Linked DNA regions of Mus musculus: region 1 is linked to region 2. A link is a contact called in public HiChIP or PLAC-seq data. All regions are on one chromosome and are shown on one strand. Each heading gives the region's core, a stretch centred on a gene start, on an enhancer-like site or on the middle of the called end of the contact. The rest is flanking DNA. Distances are from core to core; before and after follow the strand shown.

The links. HiChIP or PLAC-seq counts read pairs in DNA pulled down with a chosen protein or histone mark.
Region 1: a contact with region 2 is called in an H3K27ac HiChIP or PLAC-seq map of extraembryonic endoderm stem cells, with 5 times the contacts expected there. The contact joins the promoter of Akr1b10 here to the enhancer-like site in region 2. A contact is called at or near these places in 6 of 39 promoter capture datasets (cranial neural crest, embryonic stem cells, hematopoietic stem and progenitor cells and 1 more), 9 of 484 Hi-C or Micro-C datasets (bone marrow-derived macrophages, embryonic stem cells, frontal cortex and 3 more), 8 of 115 datasets of contacts at active chromatin or transcription factors (astrocytes, bone marrow-derived macrophages, embryonic hindbrain and 4 more) and 5 of 9 other capture datasets (adipose tissue, embryonic stem cells, liver and 2 more).

The regions. Positions count from the first base shown.
Region 1 is chr6:34,381,435-34,386,357 of GRCm38.p6, reverse strand. It overlaps Akr1b10 (aldo-keto reductase family 1, member B10 (aldose reductase)), which reads right to left and starts at 2,111. Exons shown (of 10, transcript NM_172398.3): 1 at 1,951-2,111. The coding sequence starts at 2,016.
Region 2 is chr6:34,758,947-34,763,774 of GRCm38.p6, reverse strand. Cald1 (caldesmon 1) reads right to left here. Exons shown (of 14, transcript NM_001347100.1): 9 at 1,622-1,665; 10 at 1,446-1,524. Among named protein-coding and RNA genes, the nearest start is that of Agbl3, 19 kb to the left of the region's middle. Within about 2 kb of position 3,299, at least 4 of the 459 cell types and tissues checked have an H3K27ac peak or open chromatin away from gene starts, as enhancers often do. A contact at or near this core is called in extraembryonic endoderm stem cells, where this site is marked.

The DNA of each region.
Region 1 (4,923 bases), core at 862-3,361, 380 kb after region 2:
ACCCAGCTATACCACTTTGGGGCATATAGCCAGAAGATGTTCCAACATATAACAAGGACACATGCTCCACTATGTTCATAGCAGCCTTATTTATAATAGCCAGAAGCTGGAAAGAACCCAGATGTCATTCAACAGAGAATGTATACAAAAATGTGGTACATTTACACAATGGAGTACTACTCAGCTATAACAATGACTACATGAAATTCTTAAGCAAATGGATACAACTAGAAAATATCATCCTGAATGAGGTAACCTGATCACAAAAGAACACACATGGTATGCACTCACTGATAAGTGGATATTAACCCAAAAGCTTGGAATACCCAAGATACAATTCACAGACCACATGAAGCTCAAGAAGAAGGAAGACCAAAGTATGGATGCTTCAGTACTTCCTAGAAAGGGGAACAAAATACTCACAGGAGGAAATATGGAGGCAAAATGTGGAGCAGAGACTGAAGGAAAGGCCATCCAGAGACTACCCCACCTAGGAATCCATCCCACATACAGACACCAAATCCAGACACTATTGTGGATGCCAATGTGGATCCTAACAGGAGCCTTATATAGCTGTTTCCTGGGAGGCTCTGCCAGAGCTTGACAAATACAGAGGTGGATGCTTGCAGCCAACCATTGGACTGAGCACAGGGTCCCCAGTGGAGGAGTTCGAGAAAGGAGTGAAGGAGCTGAAGGAGTTTGCAACCCCATAGGAAGAACAACAATATCAACCAACCAGACACCCTAGACCTCCCAGGGACTAAACCACCAACCAAAGAGTACACATGGAGAGACTCATGGCTCCAGCCGCATATGTAGCAGAGGATGGCCTTGTCGGGCATCAATGGAAAGAGAAGCCCTTGGTCCTGTGAAAGCTTGATGCCCCAGTGTAGGGGAATTCGAGGGTGGGGAGGTGGGAGTAGGTGGGTAGGTGAGGGAAGAAGCAGGGGGAGGGGGGATGGGATAGGGGGATTCTGGAGGGGGGACCAGGAAAGGGGATAACATTTGAAATTTAAATAAAAAATAAATCTAATTTTTAAAAGATCATAAAACAGCAACAGCTGCGCCATCACTGGGACAAGGAATTGCTTCCAGCCACTCAGAGGCACTGAGGTCCAGGCTGAAAGCCCCGCCCCCCTGCACGCGCACTGCTGGCAGCACGGGCTACTCATCCTGAGCCCAACTCCTTTACAGTCTGCGTCTGCTGTTGAAATTCTGAAAGTTCATCTCTGTGAAGTTTTCCATGTGAGTTGATTCCCTGGAGATCTGCAAGTGATTAGTTATTGTTTTGATGGATGTGTAATTTCTGGCTTGGTCCAAAACCGTTTCACTAAGCATTGAGATGAGCCTCGGAGAAACTTGCCAGGTGAGTTGAACACAGCCAGGGTGGGACCTGAGCTGACTCTCGCTCAGTCTCTCTGCCACCCTGATCCTGCTCGGGCTTTAACATGTGGGAACTAGTGGGGTCTTTGGAAAGTGAACGTGCCTGGGCTGGGGTCTGAGACTGGGCTTTCACAGGCTCCCAGACTACTCTGAAGTAGGTAATGGGGTCCTTCAGCATGGGTAGCAAGGGCAGCTGGGTCATTTGGAGCTCAGCGTTCTCGTTCTAAATAATTCAACCAGAAATAAATACACAGCCAAAACTTGTAAACTGTGAAGTAATTCTGAGGAAAAGCTTGCGACGAGAATAACTGCCTGGAGATGATGGTTTGCTGTACTTTGTAAAAATCCAGGAACAGCTGGGATCCCGACACTTGTTAGGGAAGTTAGACGCCAGCTCTGAGGCCTGAAGCAGCACAAAAACTGAAAGCAACTTGGGTCAAGGCTGTAGAGTTCCAGCCTTACCCGACCCCAACCCCCACCCGGCAGGCAAATGCTATGCAAAGAGGAAGACGTGCCAAGACCTGTCCCCACTTGAAAAAAGCAGCTGCCCAAAAACTGCGCACTCACCTTCCAGGTGCCCAGGCCCACAATGGGCATCTTGGCTCCGGTAAGGAGCGTCACGAAGGCGGCCATGGTTGCTGCAGAAACGGTTCAAAGGGAACAGACGGGAGCCTTTGCCTAAATTAGGAGTCTGGCAACTGGTTCCGTGTCCTTGAGGAGACAGGCTCTTCTTCCTACTGGCTAGCAGCCACAGCCTGGGGGCGGGCACTGGCACAGGAAGTGCATTTCGGTTTTTCGTAGGGTTGACCAGCAGTAAACACTGCAGAATACTAAGTTTCCCTGCTGCAGAGTGCAAGGCTCCCGCAGCAGTGCCCGCACAGGTGTGTGGACAAAAATAACAGGCAGTGAAAGATGAATGCATAAGTTTATTTAAGGAAGGTCATTGCTTCGAGAGTGCACATACTCTAGGGGTCCAACAAGTTTTCAGCTAGGGAAAAAAAATTCAAGGCAAACAAGGAGGCATATAGCAATCATTCTGATATCGATTAGTACTGATAACCCACTACTGTCAGACTAGCCACATCAATTATTTCTGAAACCACTATTTCACTAGCTACAATATTGATAACAAGAGATATCGGTGGGAAATCAATTGACGGATGTCCTTGCAGAATTTTTTTTCAATTTTTATTATTTATTTACATTCCCGTCCCCCCTTTTGTCCCCCCTCCCAAAATTTTTCATCCCATTCCTCCTCCCCCTTGCCTCCGAGAGGGTGCCCCCGCAGACCTCCCCCTCCCCTGGGGCTTCAAGCCTCTCAAGGATTAGGCACATCTTCTCCAACTGAGGCCAGACCAAGCAGACCTCTGCTGTATTTTTGCCAGGGGCCTCCGACCAACCCGTGTATGCTCCTAGTTGGTGGCTCAGTCTCTGGGAGCTCCCTGGAATCCGGATAAACTGAGACTGCTGGTCTTCCTATGGGGTCACTCTTCCCTTCAGCTTCTTCAGTCCTTCCCCTAACTCAACCATAGGGGTCCCAGACCTCAGTCCAACGGTTGGGTGTATCCGCCTCTGTCTCTGTCAGCTGCTGGTAGGGCCTCTCAGAGGACAGTCATACAGGCTCCTGTCTGTAAGGACAACACAGCATCAGCAATAGTATCAGACCTTAGCGCCCTCCCATGAGATGGATCCCAAGTTGGGCCAGTCACTCTTTTTAATGTATGAATTTGAAAAGCAGTAATGTGAGGCTGGACCAAAGAAGAAAGAATCATAATCTCAACTTCCTTAACACAAAAGTAAACACAGAGTAACATTATGTGCGGTTATAGTAGCCTCTGTGTCAGGCGTGGCTGTGTGAGTGTGTAATTTCATCTGTGTTCACACAATTGCTGTAAGATCATGGGAGTAAATTGGTCTAGAAGTAGAGATTACCTATTAGTCATTTCGACATGATCTTTTACTACTAAAATTCTCCTTCTCCTCCTCCCTCCTCACCCCTCCCCCTTGCTCCCCACCCTCCTGTTCTTCCCTCATTCCTACTTCCCCCTCCCCTCCTCCTCCTCCTCCTCCTCCCCCCTCACCTGCTTCCCTCCTCCCCTCCCTTCTTTTCTTTCTTTTTGTTTTCAAAGATTTATTTATTTATTTTATGTATGTGAGTACACTGTACCTGTACAGATGGTTGTGAGCCTTCATGTAGTTGTTTGGAATTTAATTTTTGGGACCTCTACTTGCTCTGGTCAATTCTGCTCTCTCTGGTCAGCCCTGCTCGCTCTGGCCCAAAGATTTATTTATTATTATACATAAGTACACTGTAGCTGTCTTCAGAAATACCAGAAGAGGGTGTCAGATCTCATTACAGGTGGTTGCTGGGATTTGAACTCAGGACCTTTGGGAGAGCAGTCAGTGCTCTTACCCACTGAGCCATCTTTCCAGCCTCTTTTCTTTCAATAATAAAAAAGTTTCTTCATTCTTCTTTGCTTTTCTTTCAGATTTAATGACTTGACCATGCTGCCACTTGCTCCTCTCCACTCCCTCTCAACCCTGCCCCTGGATTCCTTCCAGACTTCATTAGGACATTCTATTAAGTCAGGTTTGGCTTCAGAAAGCAAGTTACTTCAACATAATACTGGATGACAAGTAGGTCCCAATGACAGGGGCTACTTTATGCTTCTCTGCCTCTCTGGCCTTTTCTCTGGCTTCTCACCTCTCAGCTTTCCCAGAGCATCTAGTGAGTAGGGGCTCAGATCATAAGCAAAGCCCTATCTCTTGTTTTCCGTGTCTGTCACGTGCCACTTGCTGCACTCAATGCTAGAATGCAGTCCCTGTCTTCCAGAAGTTTGTGTGGGAGCCAGATTGGGGTGCAGGAGTAAGTTCCAGGAACAGAGGATTGAGAAGGTATGTGTAGAACTTCTGATGTATGTGTGTGTGAGAGAGAGAGTCTACAGAATACATTGCATATATATATATTACAAAGTGTTGGAGTCCAAGATTCGCCTCATAAACCACATGAACACCGATCTCAGTCAGACAGGGATGGTTTATTGGACACATATCCTAAGAATGATCAATTGGGGCTGTAGTTCAGAGTTTGGAGGCTGAGTTACAACTCTGAACATCTTTCTCTGTCAGGTTATAAAGGCTAAAACCACAATGAGCTCATACACAGGTGCAGGAAGTGTTGCCTAGCGGTTGGCTCTGATTCAAGCCATTTTAGACATAACACTTCATATTGACCTTTAATTTGATGGGTCCTATGTAAAGCTTTGTGGAATTTCTTAAGACTAACAAAGCTCAGAACATATAGAACATAACAGGATATGTGATCAGCATGACCTTGCTCTGAGTCAAGTTATTTTTCTGTACCAAAGACTGGCAGGCAAATTACAGCAACAATATGAAATAGCTGACAGGCATGGAACAAAATGGCTGCAGCTATGCTGGGCTTGAGGGCAGGCCTCAACACAAAGGCTCTGGAGAGAGATGAAGAGAAGAGCTGTGTATTTTAAGACAGGAGACTCACACAAGAGTCATCCAGGCCAG
Region 2 (4,828 bases), core at 2,050-4,549:
TGTTCCATAAGCCGCAATAAACTTGTATTTTGATAGGGCAAATGACGGTAGCTGGTACACTAGTGATAATTTTCTCATTGTAGTAAATGCTATGAAAACAATGGATTGCAGTACAGCCTGAGAAGAGAGCACACAATGGGGGAATGCTCCTTAGTTTGGGAGCATAAGTAAGGCTGAGGGAACATTAAGGTAGTAGCATTTACAGCCAGACTCTACCAGGGACTCAGGGTGGGAAAGGGAATAGGGGCCCGAATTCTATGCAGGAAGACAGAATATGCATATATCCTAAAGCAGGGAAGCTCTTCAAAACCGACAGGCTGAGGCAGAACAGTACAGAGAATATACTAGAGGGAACTAAGACTACAAGTAAGAAGGGAGGGAGTGTCTTTGAGACACTTTCCCAGCTGTAAACAAAGACAAGCCAGAGTGGCACACGTCTCTCCATCAGTCCTGGTTCATGGCCGATAGGTTAGCAGGGATGAGTAACATCTTCAGTGGCCCTGAGAGAATGATCCTAAAAGTCTGGGCAAAGTCTGAGACCACAGTCTTAGCTTCATTCAATCTGTTCATGCCAGGACCAATCTGATCAGAGAAATGAGCCGTCTACGGCTTGTCATAGTTTAGTGGACACCAATCTTGTGAGTAAAAAAGAAAAAAAATCACAACTTGGGTGTTAGTGCTTCATTAAGGACTTGATACATCATAAGGCCTTCTCTTTTTAATCGCGCTCGCTGTTTGTGGGCCACTGCATAGGCATCTCCACTCCTAGAGCAAAGGTGAGGAGAAAAGCAAAGGAGTCCAAGCCAGTGACTTCCCTGCTAATGCCCTGACACAGAAGGTCATCACTACTGCTCCAGTCTATGCAAAGAGAAGGGCCAGCTCAGCATCGTGTCTTGCTCACTGATGCCACTCTTTTGGTACAAGATGAGAAAGATACATTGTTTCCGAACATTATCAAATTCCCAGGTAAACTGAGTGGAAAAAAAGTAGATGGAAGCATAAAGCTATGGCCCTTTAAATGCTAACTGACCAATTAGAGGGGATGTTGATTAAACACAAGTTAGCTCTCATCTTGATGCTGTTTTACTCTGCTGTGTTTGTTAATAGGAGACCTCTGCAAACAAACCTGAAGATGCATCTGTGTCTACATCAATCAATTTATTAGTGGCTGCAGAGAAGGCTTAGTGATTTGAATCCATTTACTTTTTTTTTTTTTTCAAAGAAAAATTCAGGCTACAGGTGTTAAAACACAATCTGTTCAAAAGTCTCAGATGCATATTTCTTATTGTGCATCTCCATAGCTATCTCATAGTTATAGAGATCATTATTAATATTCTAATCTGAGGGTGGCAGATTCATTCATCACTCCAGGTGTTCCTGTGATCGTGTATGGAGCCGCAGCCTGTTTCTGTTTCGCAGGATTGAGACCAGGGGGCAGGGCTCACCTCGATTGCATTGGTGTACTGCTCCAGCCGGCTGTCAATCTTGGAGACTACTGCTGCTTGGTGAGTAGATCTGACACCACTGCCAAAGGAGCACAGACATGAAAACGTGAGACGGGAGGATCTCTCCGTAAGTGAGACAGCTGATGAGCCTCAAATGAACAGTCAACTCTATTTACCTTTTCTGCACAGATTTATTCAAAAACTCTGCTCGTTCCTCTATCTAGAAACAGAAGAAGAGAAGAAGCCTTGTGAATATGCAGAGGAAACGTTGTGTAGCAAAGTCCTAACTCGGGGAAGCTCTGCAGACACTGAAAGCCTGAGGTGCGAATCAATGGAGACCATACCAATGAGTCTTTGAAATACCTCTGAGCACTCGTGGAAGGCAAGGCACACCCAGAAAGACACGCATTTCACCTTTGGACCTGCTTCGTGGCCCATAGCTTACTCACGGTGGCCTTCTACCACACTGCTACCATTCTTGAACTTGGTTAATAAAAACTATCTCAGAACAAATGAGAGCACAACCACGCTGGGAGTAGCAGCCCGGAGGGGGCAGGGAGGAAATGATGAATAATGTATCTGAGGCGGGGGAAGCTAGTATTGGAAGAGGGTGCAGAATGCAGAGAGAGAGAGAGAGAGAGCCGGGCATGGTGGCGCACGCTTTTAATCCCAGCACTGGAAGGCGGAAGCAGGTGAATTTCTAAGTTCGAGGCCAGCCTTGTCTACAAAGTGAGTTCCAGGACAGCCAGGGCTACACAGAGAAACCCTGTCTCAAAAAAAAAAAAAAAAAGCAGAGAGAGAGGGAGAGGGAGAGAGAAGAAGGAGACAGGAGAGGTGTGTGTGTGTGGGGGGGTATTGGGAGCAAAAAACAGCCAGTTTTATGGCCTTCCATAATACAGACCAATGACAAATTAATTATTTATGTATTTAGATCTGTATCTCTCTGTGATGGCATTTGGAAGTGGGTCGTTTTGGAAGGTCATTTTGTCAGGAAGGTGGAATCCTCACGGATGGCATTAGAACACTGATGGAAAAGACAAGAGGACTCTCCTATTTTCTTGTTCTCTTGCACATGAAGGGGCAGCAGGAACAGAGCCCTGTGTAGAACTCAGCAGTATTGACACCCAGATGACCTCACACTCCCCAATCTCCACAGCTGTGGAAAACAAATGCTTACTTGGTTTAGCTTATTGGTTGTTTTTTGTTTGTTTGTTTGTTTGTTTGGTTTTTGAGACAAGGCCTTACTATGGAGTGTAGGCTGTCCTTGAATTCCTGGTTCTCCTACCTCATTGTCCTAAATGCTGGACTGACAGGCATGAGCCACCATATCTGGCAAATGATAACTACTCAGTCTACACCAATCTGTTGTGCTTATCCAATCTGACCAAGAGAAGGGAACATTCCCATCTTATCAGCCTAGGGCAGGTCACCACAGTAGATCTCTGGACAGGGTAGGATATGGAGCCTTTCTTCATGCGTGCTCCTTGGCAGACTAAGAGAACAAAGGGTCCTTAGATTTGGAAAACACTTAAATACCAGTGGTAGGTACCATATTAAACGTCATCACGAACATGATGCCACATCTCTAAGACAAAATAGGAGTTTTGATATTTGAACTGAGTTGTATAGTTTACCATTTCAAAAAAATTTTGATATTTGAGCTGAGTTTCATAGTTTGCAGTTTCCCACATGAACTTTTGAAACCGAGGGAGGCATGCATGAGCTGGAGGGGAAGCTAGGTGTCTTGTTTATTTATTTTTACAAGTCAAATACTTTGCAGAGGGTGGTGGGAAGTGCAGCGTAGTACAGAGCAGAGCTGAGCCCTGTGTGTGTGTGGCTCTGCCAGCATCTTAAATGAGGGTTGTTCAGCTCCCCTAGGCTGTCCCGTGAACCAAGCCAAAGAGTGGGCACACCCCTGCTCCTCCTTTTGTATCTGAAATAGTTAATCCAGCTTGACGTCATTCTCTTAATTTCCATAGGATGCACCCTCTGTTTACTGACTCTTGCTGGAAAGCGCCTTAACCAGCTGCCCTAGTGTGGAGTTTATAAATTAAAGACTCTGCACAATATTTAAGGAATTTAAGGAGGTAAGTTGGTGCTCCTGATAACCAGCAGGTGGCAGTACCGTCTTAGTAGAACTTAGGGAAGACACTACCGCTAGCTTTAGATAATAGGTTGTATATTTTCCTTACCTCACATTCTACTTCTCCATCAATAAACTCAAACACCAACACCAAAAGCCTTTGGATTTAATCTACTTATAATTTGTTCTTTGTGTTGTCATTCATTGCTACCATAACCAGGCAATGAGAACTCACTTGTAGAGTTTCCAAGACAGTGGAAATCATAAGGAATAAACAAATATACCATTTAGCACTATTTTAAGGTCAACATCCAAATTTTTCCCTTCCCATTGGCAGTGCATAGTACCGCCTGGTTGTTAGAATTGTTATAACCAACACTGCTGTCTGGAGAGCATCGCTAGGTATTGGAATTCCATTATAGGATAAGCTAGGTTTAGGAAGATTCCAGAAAGTTCTCTAAGGAACTTCCATCGGGACCAAAGGCAGATAGTATACACCTAAATGCCCATCTCTATTATGTAAAAATTAAAATTTGTCTGGTCCTTTCTGTACATTTACTTTAAATGATTGTTAACATGTGCGGCTCCATGAGAGAGAAGACGGGGTTCCTAGCGAGGCCAGGGGGATCCAAATGAGAAGTGAGGACCCTCAGGAGCTTGGTAGAGAGGAGATGGTTAAAGGGTGGGGGAGGAGGGGAGGAGCCCCAGTTTGTCCAGAAATCAGAACAGATAGGATCTAGAAGTCCCAGTGACCGCTCTCATGTTATCAGGACTGTTCAAGGAAGACTCAACTTGGGAGAGATTTTAAAGCAGGAAGAGAGAACATTATTTTCTTTGATTATTTGTTGATCCAGGAACAAAAGAGCAGGACCAGGGACAGGCTGCCCTGGTGGCTGCTCGGAGATAAGCAGCGAGGAGGGAGGACACTTCTCCCTGGCTGGATGACTGCTTTCCTGGCTGTTCCTTTTGTCTTGCTGATCATTCCAGTGACCCTCAAGCCAAGCGTTTGCCATAAAGCTCTCAAACAACCAAAGGAAAACACTTATTGTCTTGTTTTGTTTTTTAGATAGAGTTTTACTCTGCAGCTCAAGTTGACTTGGAACTCGCAAGGTCCAGGCTGGCCTTGAACTGGTGAGCCTCTTGCTCTAGTATCCCAAGTGCTGGGATCAAAAGAGTGAGTTACCACACCCAGCCTGAAGCACTATTTTTTCTCCAGACTTATTTTTTAAATTTTTATATGTATGGGTGTTTTGCCTATCTGTATGTATGTCAGCATGCAGTGCCCATGGAGGCCAGAAAA